Linked DNA regions of Rattus norvegicus: region 2 is linked to region 1. The links are chromatin contacts, called in public Hi-C maps. All regions are on one chromosome and are shown on one strand. The core of a region is the stretch at or near the end of the contact, and the rest is flanking DNA. Distances in the headings are between cores, read along the strand shown. Region 1 has its middle 21 kb from the start of Sftpb. Region 2 has its middle 8.2 kb from the start of Ggcx.

The links. Hi-C and Micro-C count contacts between places; a contact is called where the count stands out from the background.
Region 2: a Hi-C map of kidney shows a contact between it and region 1, with 6 times the contacts expected there. The contact joins two enhancer-like sites. A contact is called at or near these places in 11 of 12 Hi-C or Micro-C datasets (the A7r5 cell line, the Rat2 cell line, Schwann cells and 6 more).

Annotation. Positions count from the first base shown.
Region 1 is chr4:105,893,850-105,899,166 of GRCr8, forward strand. No RefSeq gene overlaps it. Among named protein-coding and RNA genes, the nearest start is that of Sftpb, 21 kb to the right of the region's middle. Within about 2 kb of position 3,207, at least 5 of the 93 cell types and tissues checked have an H3K27ac peak or open chromatin away from gene starts, as enhancers often do. A contact at or near this core is called in kidney, where this site is marked.
Region 2 is chr4:106,017,068-106,022,328 of GRCr8, forward strand. No RefSeq gene overlaps it. Among named protein-coding and RNA genes, the nearest start is that of Ggcx, 8.2 kb to the right of the region's middle. Within about 2 kb of position 3,799, at least 22 of the 93 cell types and tissues checked have an H3K27ac peak or open chromatin away from gene starts, as enhancers often do. A contact at or near this core is called in kidney, where this site is marked.

The sequences.
Region 1 (5,317 bases), core at 1,957-4,456:
AGAGAACTCAACTAGGAAGTGTAGAGAGTCAACCCCAGCTATCCTGTGGGCCCAGTTTCAGGATACCCCATAGATATCAAAATTGACACATACACGGGTTCAAAATATAAGATGGTATCAAGGCTCTAGGATGTAGTTCAGTTAATAAAGTACCTCCTGGCTTGTGCAAAGCCCTGGGCTCCATTCCCAGCACCACGTAATCTAGTGTAGGGACTCACCCTTATAAACCCAGATACATAGCCAGTTCAAGGTTAACCTAATAGATAGATAGGTAGGTAGGTAGGTAGGTAGGTAGATAGATAGATAGATAGATAGATAGATAGATAGATAGATAGATAGATAGATGGATGGTGGGTGCATGGATGGATAGGTGAGTGGGTGGGTGGGTGGGTGGGTGGATGGATGGATGGATAGATAGATGGGTGGATGGATAGGTGGGTGGGTGGAAAGAAGGGTGGATGGATAGATAGATAGATAGATAGATAGATAGATAGATAGATAGATAGATAGATTGGAGTAAAGTAAGCAGTTTAACGGAAGGCAAAAACATGCAGTTACCTGGGGTATTTCTACCGGAGTTTCTAGAACAGGGTTGGCTAATTTCCCATGGGACTTTTCACATGAGTGTAGAGAAGGGGTCAGTTTTAGGCTAAATCAAAGATGGCTCCAGCTGAGACAAGATGGAAGAACCTTTGCCCTTTCCCAACCCAATGCCCTCTTCTCAGGCACTGCATGCACATGTTGCAGATGCTCATACAGGCCAAACACCCACACACATAAAATTTGAAAATAAAAACGAACGTTATGTCTTTAGGAATTAATAAGAAAGTTAAGAAAAAAAATCTGTCTGTGTTGGGCATCCACTCGGCTTCAGTGGGCCCCGCTCTAGGCACACAAATGAGACACAAGGCAAGCCAGGCTTCCATGCCTGGAGAGACACTGAGGGCCCAGAAGAGGTTGGGGCTCCATCCTGATGTGCCTACGCTTTCTTCATCTCCAGTGTAAACGCTCATCAAACCCAGTGTAAATGCTTGTGACAAATCCAAGTCAGGCTGTGTTTGAGACACATTCTCATTATCTAAAGTCTTGCCATATGGAACTTTCTAATCGTAAATTGAGATACAACCTGTGCAGTGGAGTGGTCATGTCTGACTATCACTGTGTGTAAAATCATTAGCTTACGCCAGTGCCTAGGATCCGATCTAATGGAGCAGGAATGTTGTTACATGGGTTCTGATTCCACTATCCCACTTATAGGTACTTATTTGTTCAATTGTGGTATATATTTGAAAAACTCAATATTTCTAAGACCTTTTTATTGTTGTTGTTTATTATTACTTTTGTCTTGATTTTTGAGACAGAGTCTGACTATGTAGACCAGGCTGGCCCAAATTCACAGAGATCCATCTATATCTACTTCCCAAGTATTTTGATTAAAAGTGCATCTGTTAGTTTGTTGCTGCTTTTCTTTACTATTTATTTATTTATTTATTTATTTATTTATATGTATATATGCCTACAGAAGACATAAGAGAGTGTTGGATCTCTCAGGATAGTTATAAGTGTCTGTGTGGGTTCTCAGATCCAAACTCTGGTACTCAGAGCAAAGCACCCTTTAACCTCTGAGCTACCTTTCTAACCCCTTGTTTTGTTTTTGAGGCAGGGTCTCATATAGCCCAGGCTAGCCTCAAACTCACTATGAATCTAATATTAACCCTCTTTAGTGCTAGGATCATAGACATGCACCACCATGCCTAGCCTATAGCAAAGTTTTCCATTGGTGTCTGATTGTTGCAATGAAACATTGGCCCATAATATCAATTGATGTGAGGAAGAACAAGAAAGAGTTTGTAAGATTGAAGGCTTATTAAAAATAAATAGTGATGGGTATGGAAGAGGGGGGAAAGGGGATAGCATTTGAATGTAAATACATAAAATATCCAAGAAAAGTTACAAATAAATAAATAAATAAATAGGGCTACAGAGAAGGCTCAGCGGTTAAGAGCACTGACTCTAGAGGTCCTGAGTTCAATTCCCAGCAACTACATAGTGGCTCACAACCATCTGTAATTGGATCCAATGCCCTCTTCTGGTGTGTCTGAAGACAGTTATATTCATATAAATAAAATAAAGAAAATCTTTAAAAATAAATAAAAATTTAAAAATTTTAAAAATCCTTCATATCTAATAGGGTGAAATGCAGTTTTCTCCCAGTAGGTGGCAGCATGTGAACCACGGTTTAAGCAGGTTCTTCCCACCCCTGTGATTCTTTCAAGGGTAGTGATGATATTGCTGCTATGGTTCTTTGAGACAGCATCTCATATATCCCAGGATGGCCTTGAACTCACTATGGAGCAGAGGATGATGTCATAAATGTCTGAACTTCCTGCCTCCACCTCCCAAGTGCAGGGACACAGGTGTGTACCACAACGGATCCAATGCAGTGTGAGACTCTGAGCACACAATCCCGCTGTGTCTGCTTTCTGAATGCTGGTCTTACAGGCCTGTGCTCCCACCCATCTGAATCGGGTTTTCAGTGAGTCTTGGTGATAAAATCATCACAGTAAACAATCCAAGTATGTCCCAGAGAGCAAGCGATTACAGCATCCACACCCTTATACAAATGATGAGAACCCACACTAAAAAAGAACTTTCGGGGTTGGGGATTTGGCTCAGTGGCAGAGCGCTTGTCTAGGAAGCACAAGGCCCTGGGTTCGGTCCCCAGCTCCGAAAAAAAGAACCAAAAAAAAAAAGAAAAGAAAAGAAAAGAAAAGAAGAACTTTCACAAAAAGGGGGCTGGGGACATAGCTTATTCAGAAGTGCCTACCTCACAAGAATGAGGATTTGAGTTCAGATCCCCAACAACCACATAAAGCCAGGGCATGGCAGTGTTTGTCTATAATCTCAGAGCCAGAATGGGAGGATAGTGACACACAGAGACAGGAGGATCCCCAGAGCTCACTGGCTGGCCACTCTAGCCAATCAGTGAACTCCGAGCTCAGGAAAACTCTGTCTCAAATAAAAGGTAGGAAACTGGGTGGTGGTGACATAAGCCTTTAATCCCAGTAAACACAGGAGGATGGCTGTGAGTTTGAAGCCAGCCTCATCTACATAGTGAATTCCAGAACAGCCAGAGCTGTTACACAGAGAAACCGTGTCTCAATACTCCTCCCCCACCTCCCAAAAAAGGTAGGGTGAAATAGAAAACACCCAACACTGACCTTTGTCCCCCTACATGCATGTGTGCACAAGCAGGCACTCGCACACAAGCTACATGCAGTGGTAAATAATATGAATAAATAAACACATAGCAGAAAATGTACCACATGTCACACACAGGTGAAGCAGCTACTTGAGTTCAAGGAATTATTCTCAAGAGTGAACAAGGCCACAGGACAGGTGCTCCGTGATGTAGGACTCTCACTATCTCCAGCACCATGTCTGCCTGCAGGCTGCCTTGCTTCCTGCCATGACGATAATGGACTGAACCCAATTAAATGTTGTCCCTTATAAGAGTTGCTTTGGTCATGATGTCTGTCCACAGCAGTAAAACCCTAATAAGAGAGCCATATAAAGCAGGAATAGTGGCACAAGTCTGTGATCCCAACGCAGTTCAAATACTGAAGGTCATCCTCAGTTACACAGCAACTCTGAGACCAGGCTGCCTGCCAAAGACAGCCTGCCCAAAGGAGAGGGACAGAAAGGAGAAACCCGGGGACTGGAAAGACACCAGCACCCGGGAACCAGTTACAGCTCCTGCTGTCTGAGTCAAAGCCTCATAACTGACAGAATCAAGATTGCCTACAAGACTCCTTGTCCCAAAGGCATCTCAAACGAGGACATTAAAGCCAAAAGTGGGGGTTGGGCATGGTGGTGCACGCCTTTCGTCCAGCACTCGGGAAGCTGAGCCAGGCTAGACTGGTCTTTGTGTGAAGAGTTCTACGCTAACCAGGGCTATAGAATGAGATTCTGTGGCTATTAGCCCAAATGCTTGAATTGCCCTAGATGCACAGAACACATGAAACTCAAGATGGATGATCAAAATGCGAATGCTTCACTCATTCTTTAAAAGGGGAACAAGAATACCCTTGGCAGGGAGGCAAAGTTTAAAACAGAGGCAGAAGGAACACCCATTCAGAGCCTGCCCCACATGTGGCCCATACATATACAGCCATCCAATTAGACAAGATGGATGAAGCAAAGAAGTGCAGGCCAACAGGAGCCGGATATAGATCTCTCCTGAGAGACACAGCCAGAATACAGCAAATACAGAGGCGAATGCCAGCAGCAAACCACTGAGAACGGGACCCCCGTTGAAGGAATCTTAGAAAGGACTGGAAGAGCTTGAAGGGGCTCGAGACCCCTTATGAACAACAATGCCAAGCAACCAGAGCTTCCAGGGACTAAGCCCCTACCCAAAGACTATACATGGACTGACCCTGGACTCCAACCTCATAGGTAGCAATGAATATCCTAGTAAGATCACCAGTGGAAGGGGAAGCCCTGGGTCCCGCTAAGACTGAATCCCCAGTGAATGTGATTGTTGTGGGGAGGGTGGTAATGGGGGGAGGATGGAGAGGGGAACAGCCATAGAGAAAGGGAGGGGGAGGGGTTAGGGGAATGTTGGCCCAGAGACACCGGGAAAGGGAATAACAATTGAAATGTAAATAAGAAATACTCAAGTTAATAAAGAAAAAAAAAGAATGAGATTCTGTCTCAAAGAAAAAACAAACAACAGAGGAGACTTCTCAGTTGGGCCTTGAGTTGAATTGTGTCAGCACTGTCTTTCCTCCATAGAAGCAGGGCGTCTGGTAAGTCATCTTACCATTTCATTACACAAAGGGAATTCATTAAGAAAAGAAAAACAGGGGGCTGGGGATTTAGCTCAGTGGTAGAGCGCTTACCTAGGAAGCGCAAGGCCCTGGGTTCGGTCCCCAGCTCCGAAAAAAAGAACCAAGAAAAAAAAAAAAGAAAAGAAAAACAGGGAAACCAGCTCATATTTTCCTATTTGATCTTTAGGTTTGCTTAATCTTTAAATCTGGTTGTAAATGATATCTTTTGAGCAATTTTAACTCTGCAAACCACAGACTCATATATATGTGTATAGATAGATATGATTCTATGGTTTGCATATATATACATAGATATATGTATATGGATATTTATTTATAAGATGTATATCTTATATATAAAATTCCAATATATATTTATTTATAATATATATTTATAAGGTATATATCATATATATAAAAAACTTCAATATGCATATATGGTTGGAGGTACCTAAGACACATGTGCACCCTCCTTCCCTCTCTCC
Region 2 (5,261 bases), core at 2,549-5,048, 120 kb after region 1:
ATGTAATTCTGTCATTGAGGCTTACTGCCTTTGTCTGTTAACCTAAGTCTAGTCCTGGAAGCGTCTAGCCTCTGTTATGATCTTATGTAGGTCTAGAATGTTTTCAGCCTCTGAGATTTACTGAATAAACCTACCTCTTTCTAGCTCTGGGTGGCTGGTTCAACTCAGCTGTTCTGCTCAAACTCCTGATTCAATCTGGCTTCTCTCTTGGTCTCTGACTGAATTGCTCTGCCTGACTTCATACTGACTTTGGCAATCTGTTCTAATCTTCTGGCTTCTCATTCCCTGGCTCGTTCTGTCTTCACCTGTGTCTAGCTTGTTCTCTCTGCAACCTGTCTCTGTAAAACTCATGAGTAAAACTGCCTCCTCTCTTTCTGCACTGCTCCCCCAAGAAGCTTCCCTTTCCTCTCTTCTTCTTCTTTTTTTTTTTTTTTTTTTTTTGGTTCTTTTTTTTCGGAGCTGGGGACCGAACCCAGGGCCTTGTGCTTCCTAGGTAAGTGCTCTACCACTGAGCTAAATCCCCAGCCCCCTCTTTCCTCTCTTCTTGTGGAAGGCGGGCATATCTTACTCTGTCAAATCTTTCTCTGGTTCATCACTTTTTCTGCCACTCAGTTACACATCACTTTCAAACACGGCTGCTTCCTTCTACAAACTAACTTTACCTTCATTGTTTGGGACTAAAGGCGAGTACCAAGGGCATTCTAGCCAGAGAGATTAAAGTTGTATGCTAAGGGCTGAGTCACACCACAGCTAGAAACAGATTTTTTTTTCAGTAAATAACACAATCTTGGAGTTCACAATGTGATCAAATATCCTGCAGCAATAGGCAGTTGTGAGCTGCCCAATCTGGGTGGAGGGAATTGAACTCTGGTCCTCTGAAAGAACAGTATGTACTCTTAGACACTGAGCCATCTTTCTGTGCCTTTATTTATTGTAGAAATAGGGAATTATGTATCCCAGGCGGTTCCAGTAAGTAATTAGGATGATCGTGACGCTCTCCTGCCTCCACCTCCTGGGATCACAAATGTGTACACCAGACATTATTGTCTCCAGTGCTGGGGACCGAAGCCCAGGGTTTCATGCATGTGAAGCAAAGTTTCTACCAACTGAGCTATGTCCCCAGCTCACCAGATGACAATGTGGTGCGTGATTGTGCCTGTCATATGTGTGAGATGTGCACATGCCACGGTGTACATGTGGAGGTCAAAGGACAGGCTTGTATATTGGTCTTGTTATCCATCTTGACAGAATCTCTTGCAGTTCACTGTCAGATTAGCTGGTCCTGCAAGCTTCCAGGAATTCTCGGGTTGGGTTTCTCTTATCTTCTTGGGACCACCGAGATTACAGATGCATACAGATGCTTCTAGGTTTTACCTGGGTTTAGGGAATCCAAACTCAAGCCCTCAGGCATCCCACTGAGCCATCTCCACAGACCTCAGTTTGTGACTTTTTTTTTTTTTTTTTTTTTTGGCTGTTTGTTTGAAACGGTCTCACTAAGTAGCCTTGGTTGCCTGGAGCATGCAACATAGACCAGACTGTCCTCAAATTCACAGAGACCCGCCTGCCTCTGCTTCTTAAGTGCCAGGATTGAACGTATGTGCCTCCACAACCTGCTCTCAGCTTGCAATTTTTAGAAGTACCCTTTTATTTTTTTTATTTTTATTTTTATTTTTTTTGAGCTGGGGACCAAACCCAGGGCTTTGCGCTTCCTAGGTAAGCGCTCTACCACTGAGCTAAATCCCCAGCCCCTATTTTTTCTTTTCTATTTTTCGGAGCTGGGGACTGAACCCAGGGCCTTGCGCTTGCTAGGCAAGCGCTCTGCCACTGAGCTAAATCCCCAACCCCTAGAAGTACCCTTTTATTTTCTTGGTTTTGAACTTTTGAGATGGAGCCTCAGGATGCAGCCCTGGCTATCCTGAAACGCCATAAGTAGGCCTGGCTTTCATGGAACTTGCAACCACCACCCCTGCCTCTGAGTCATGTGTGCAAGGGTCACACTATTGTAGGTAGCCATGCCTAGTTTTTTTTTTCAAGATTTATTTATTTATTATATATGAGTACATTGTAGCTGTCTTCTGAGACACCAGAAGAGGGCATCAGATCTCATTACAGATGGTTGTGAACCACCATGTGGTTGCTGGGAATTGAACTCAGGACCTCTGGAAGAGCAGTCAGTGCTCTTAACCTCTGAGCCATCTCTCCAGCCCCCATGCCTAGTTTTTAAAGTTATCATTTTTGCCAGACATGGTGGCATATGCTTTAACCCCAGCAATTAGAAGACAGAGGTAGGTGGATCTTCTGTAGCTGGGCAAGGTTTCCAGTGGCGGGACTGTGTCACATTTGATTGGTTGTTGGTCAAGAAGTTCTTGTGGAGATCCCTAAACATTGCAGGCTGATGCTAGGACAGAGGCGCTCTCTCTCTCTCTCTCTCTCTCTCTCTCTCTCTCTCTCTCTGAAAATTATCAGTGGGGCCCCATTGCTGAGGACGACTTCCACACAGCTCATTGAACATAGAGAGGTCAAGCTGGTGCAGGCTGGGAGCCTTCACCCCTACATTGGCACAGGAAGGTACTCTGCAGGCTACAGGAAGAGAAACCTGGACACCATCTCAGCCACAAACCCCTCTACCTACAACCTGTCCTGCCTGCAAGATGTCCTGGGGCATAGAACTTATAGGACAGCCTGCCAATGTTAGGTTTAACTTGAGACCCATGCTAGGAGAGGGAGTCCATGCCCTACACTGTTTGGATAGCCCAGAACCCAGGGTAGATCCAAATATGACTGATCAAAAAAAAAAAATCAATGAAATTATTCCTGGTGATACTCGGCTCTACTCAGATCGGTGCCTTGCCCAGTCACTGTCATCAGAGAAGTTGCCTCTTGCAACAGACAGGAGCAGAGACCACAGAGACTTTATGCAGGGAGAATAAATGGAAGGTTAGCTTCTCCCTTTGGAGATCAGGGAACCCTATGGAAGTAGAGGAGGTGTCAGGGGATGGAGGACACCAGGAGAACATGGCCCACAGAATCCAGTGAGCAGGGCTTACCCAGGCTCAGAGTCTGAAACGAAAACACTGGGCCTGCATGAGTCTACATCAGGTCCTCTGCGGTATGCTATATGGTATGGCTGTTAGCTTGGTGTTTTTATGAGACTCTCAACAGTGGGAGCAGGGGTAGCTCTAACCCTCTGGCCTGGTCCTGAGACTCTTTCTCCTATGGCGTTGCCTTATCCAGTGTCAATACAAGGGCTTTTGCATGCCTTATTGTATCTTGTTTTGCCCTGTGTGGTTATCATCTCTTGGAGGTGGCTCTTTTCTGAAGATGAAAAGGAGGGGGAGTGGATCTGGGTAAAGGGGAGGTGGGGGCTGGGGGAAGCTGGGAGAAGTAGAGAGAAGGGAAACCATGGTTGAGATATATTGTATGAGAGAGAAATCTTTTTTCAATTAAAGAAAGAAAGACTATGGCTCTGTTTAACTAAATAAAAATGTAAGAGAACTGTATGTATAACAACACTGAGTTTTTGTGGGAAATATATTTTTGGAGGGCTATGGGAGAAAAATAAACCAAGTACTAGCAGAGTTCTTAGCTGATCCACGGAGCTTGCTCTATTTGTGTAGGTGGTATAATAGGCAGCTTTTTTTTTTTTTTTTTTTTTTTTTTTTGTCACCTTGACACCAGCTAGAGCAATTTTCCCAAGCATGTGAGGGAATTTTTCTTGATCAATGATTGATATGGGAGGGCCCAGTTCAACGTGGGCAGTGCCAACCAACGGCAGGTGACTCTGAGGTGTATGCGGAAGCAGGCTGAGTAAGCCAGGAACTAACTAGCAAGTCAGTAAACAGCATTTCTTCAGGTCCTGTCTGTAAGAGGAGGTCCCTGTTTCCCTAATTGGTTCTGGATTTGTCAATAAAGAAGGCTAGGGGCCAATCGCTGGGCAGAGGGTACAGGTAGGACTCCTGGTCCCAGCAGGAAAAGAGAGACGCAAAGGACAGAGGCTTTTCTGCCACGCTTTGGAAGAAGAAGGATGCAGCAATCTTGTAAGGCCTTGGGGAGAGCTAAGGCCTGCGGCCACCGCTATGGGCAGGTGGCCAAGGATGTTTAGTAGGGGCTCAGTGGAATAAGCCACTAAGTTTAGGGGGGAAGGAGGGACGGATATAATAAATTGGTAAGGACATGCCTTTCCAGGCGGGAGACATCTGCACCCAACAATTTATGCCTAGTAGGCAAGTTAAAAAAGCAACAAGCTGTGTGTGAGTGTTTTTTATCCATGGATTCAAGGGTCTCAGGTGGGAGCTGGTAGCGCGACCCCTCCCGGAGGAAAGCGGCTGGAACGCTCTCCCAACCCCCAGCAAGGGCGGGTTGAAAGAGAAGCCAGGTTAGGGCTGGCAGTGACGTTCCCGGAGCTAAGCCGGGTAGAACGATAGGAAAGCCGTGAGGGGCTGGTAGGTAGCATAGCAGCTCCCAGGCAAAGGCGGCAGTGATTTTTAAAATTACTCGCAACACCTGTCCTTCAGATCCTGCCTTGTGTTCCCACCCATCGCTCGGTGATGAACTGTGATGTGGAACTATGAATTGAAATAAACCCTTTCCCTTCCCAAGTTGCTTTCCGTCACGGTGTCTTGTCATGGCAATAGAAACCTAGCCAAGACACAATGAATTGGAAGACTCGTGTGAGCCAATCGTATCAAGCCTCTTAGCCATTTAAATGAAAATTACAAAATATTTTGAGGCTCAGCGTGTTTGACTCCTAATTTCTATTCTCTGTGGAACAAAAGCAGGGCATTCTTTTATTGATATGTGTTGCACAATGCATTTTATATTCTCTGATATAAATTCAACACCAATTCATCCGATACATCAATTATGAGCATAAAATTTATCCTGTAACCACAAGCCTCTAACACTGGAGGACTTAGAGGAGTTCTGCTTCCTTTGATGGACGCTGAGCATCCATCCTGTTCTACCTCAGGTTCGCTCTTCAGCTTGTAAGAGAAGTGAGGAATGCTTGTCTTCAATTTAGTGTGAAGACATAGGCTACCTAGTGCATATGTCCCAGTGTGTGTATGTGTGTGCACATGCATGCATGTGGGTGTAGCCCAGAGGTCAATGGTTGATGTCTTATAACTAAGCTTTAAAAAGATTTATTATTGTTTTATTGTTATCATTTTGGTCTTTTGAGACAGGGTTTCTCTGTGTAGCCCTGGCTGCCCTCAAACTCACATGGGTCCGCCTGTCTCTTCCTTTCGAGTGCTGGGATTAAA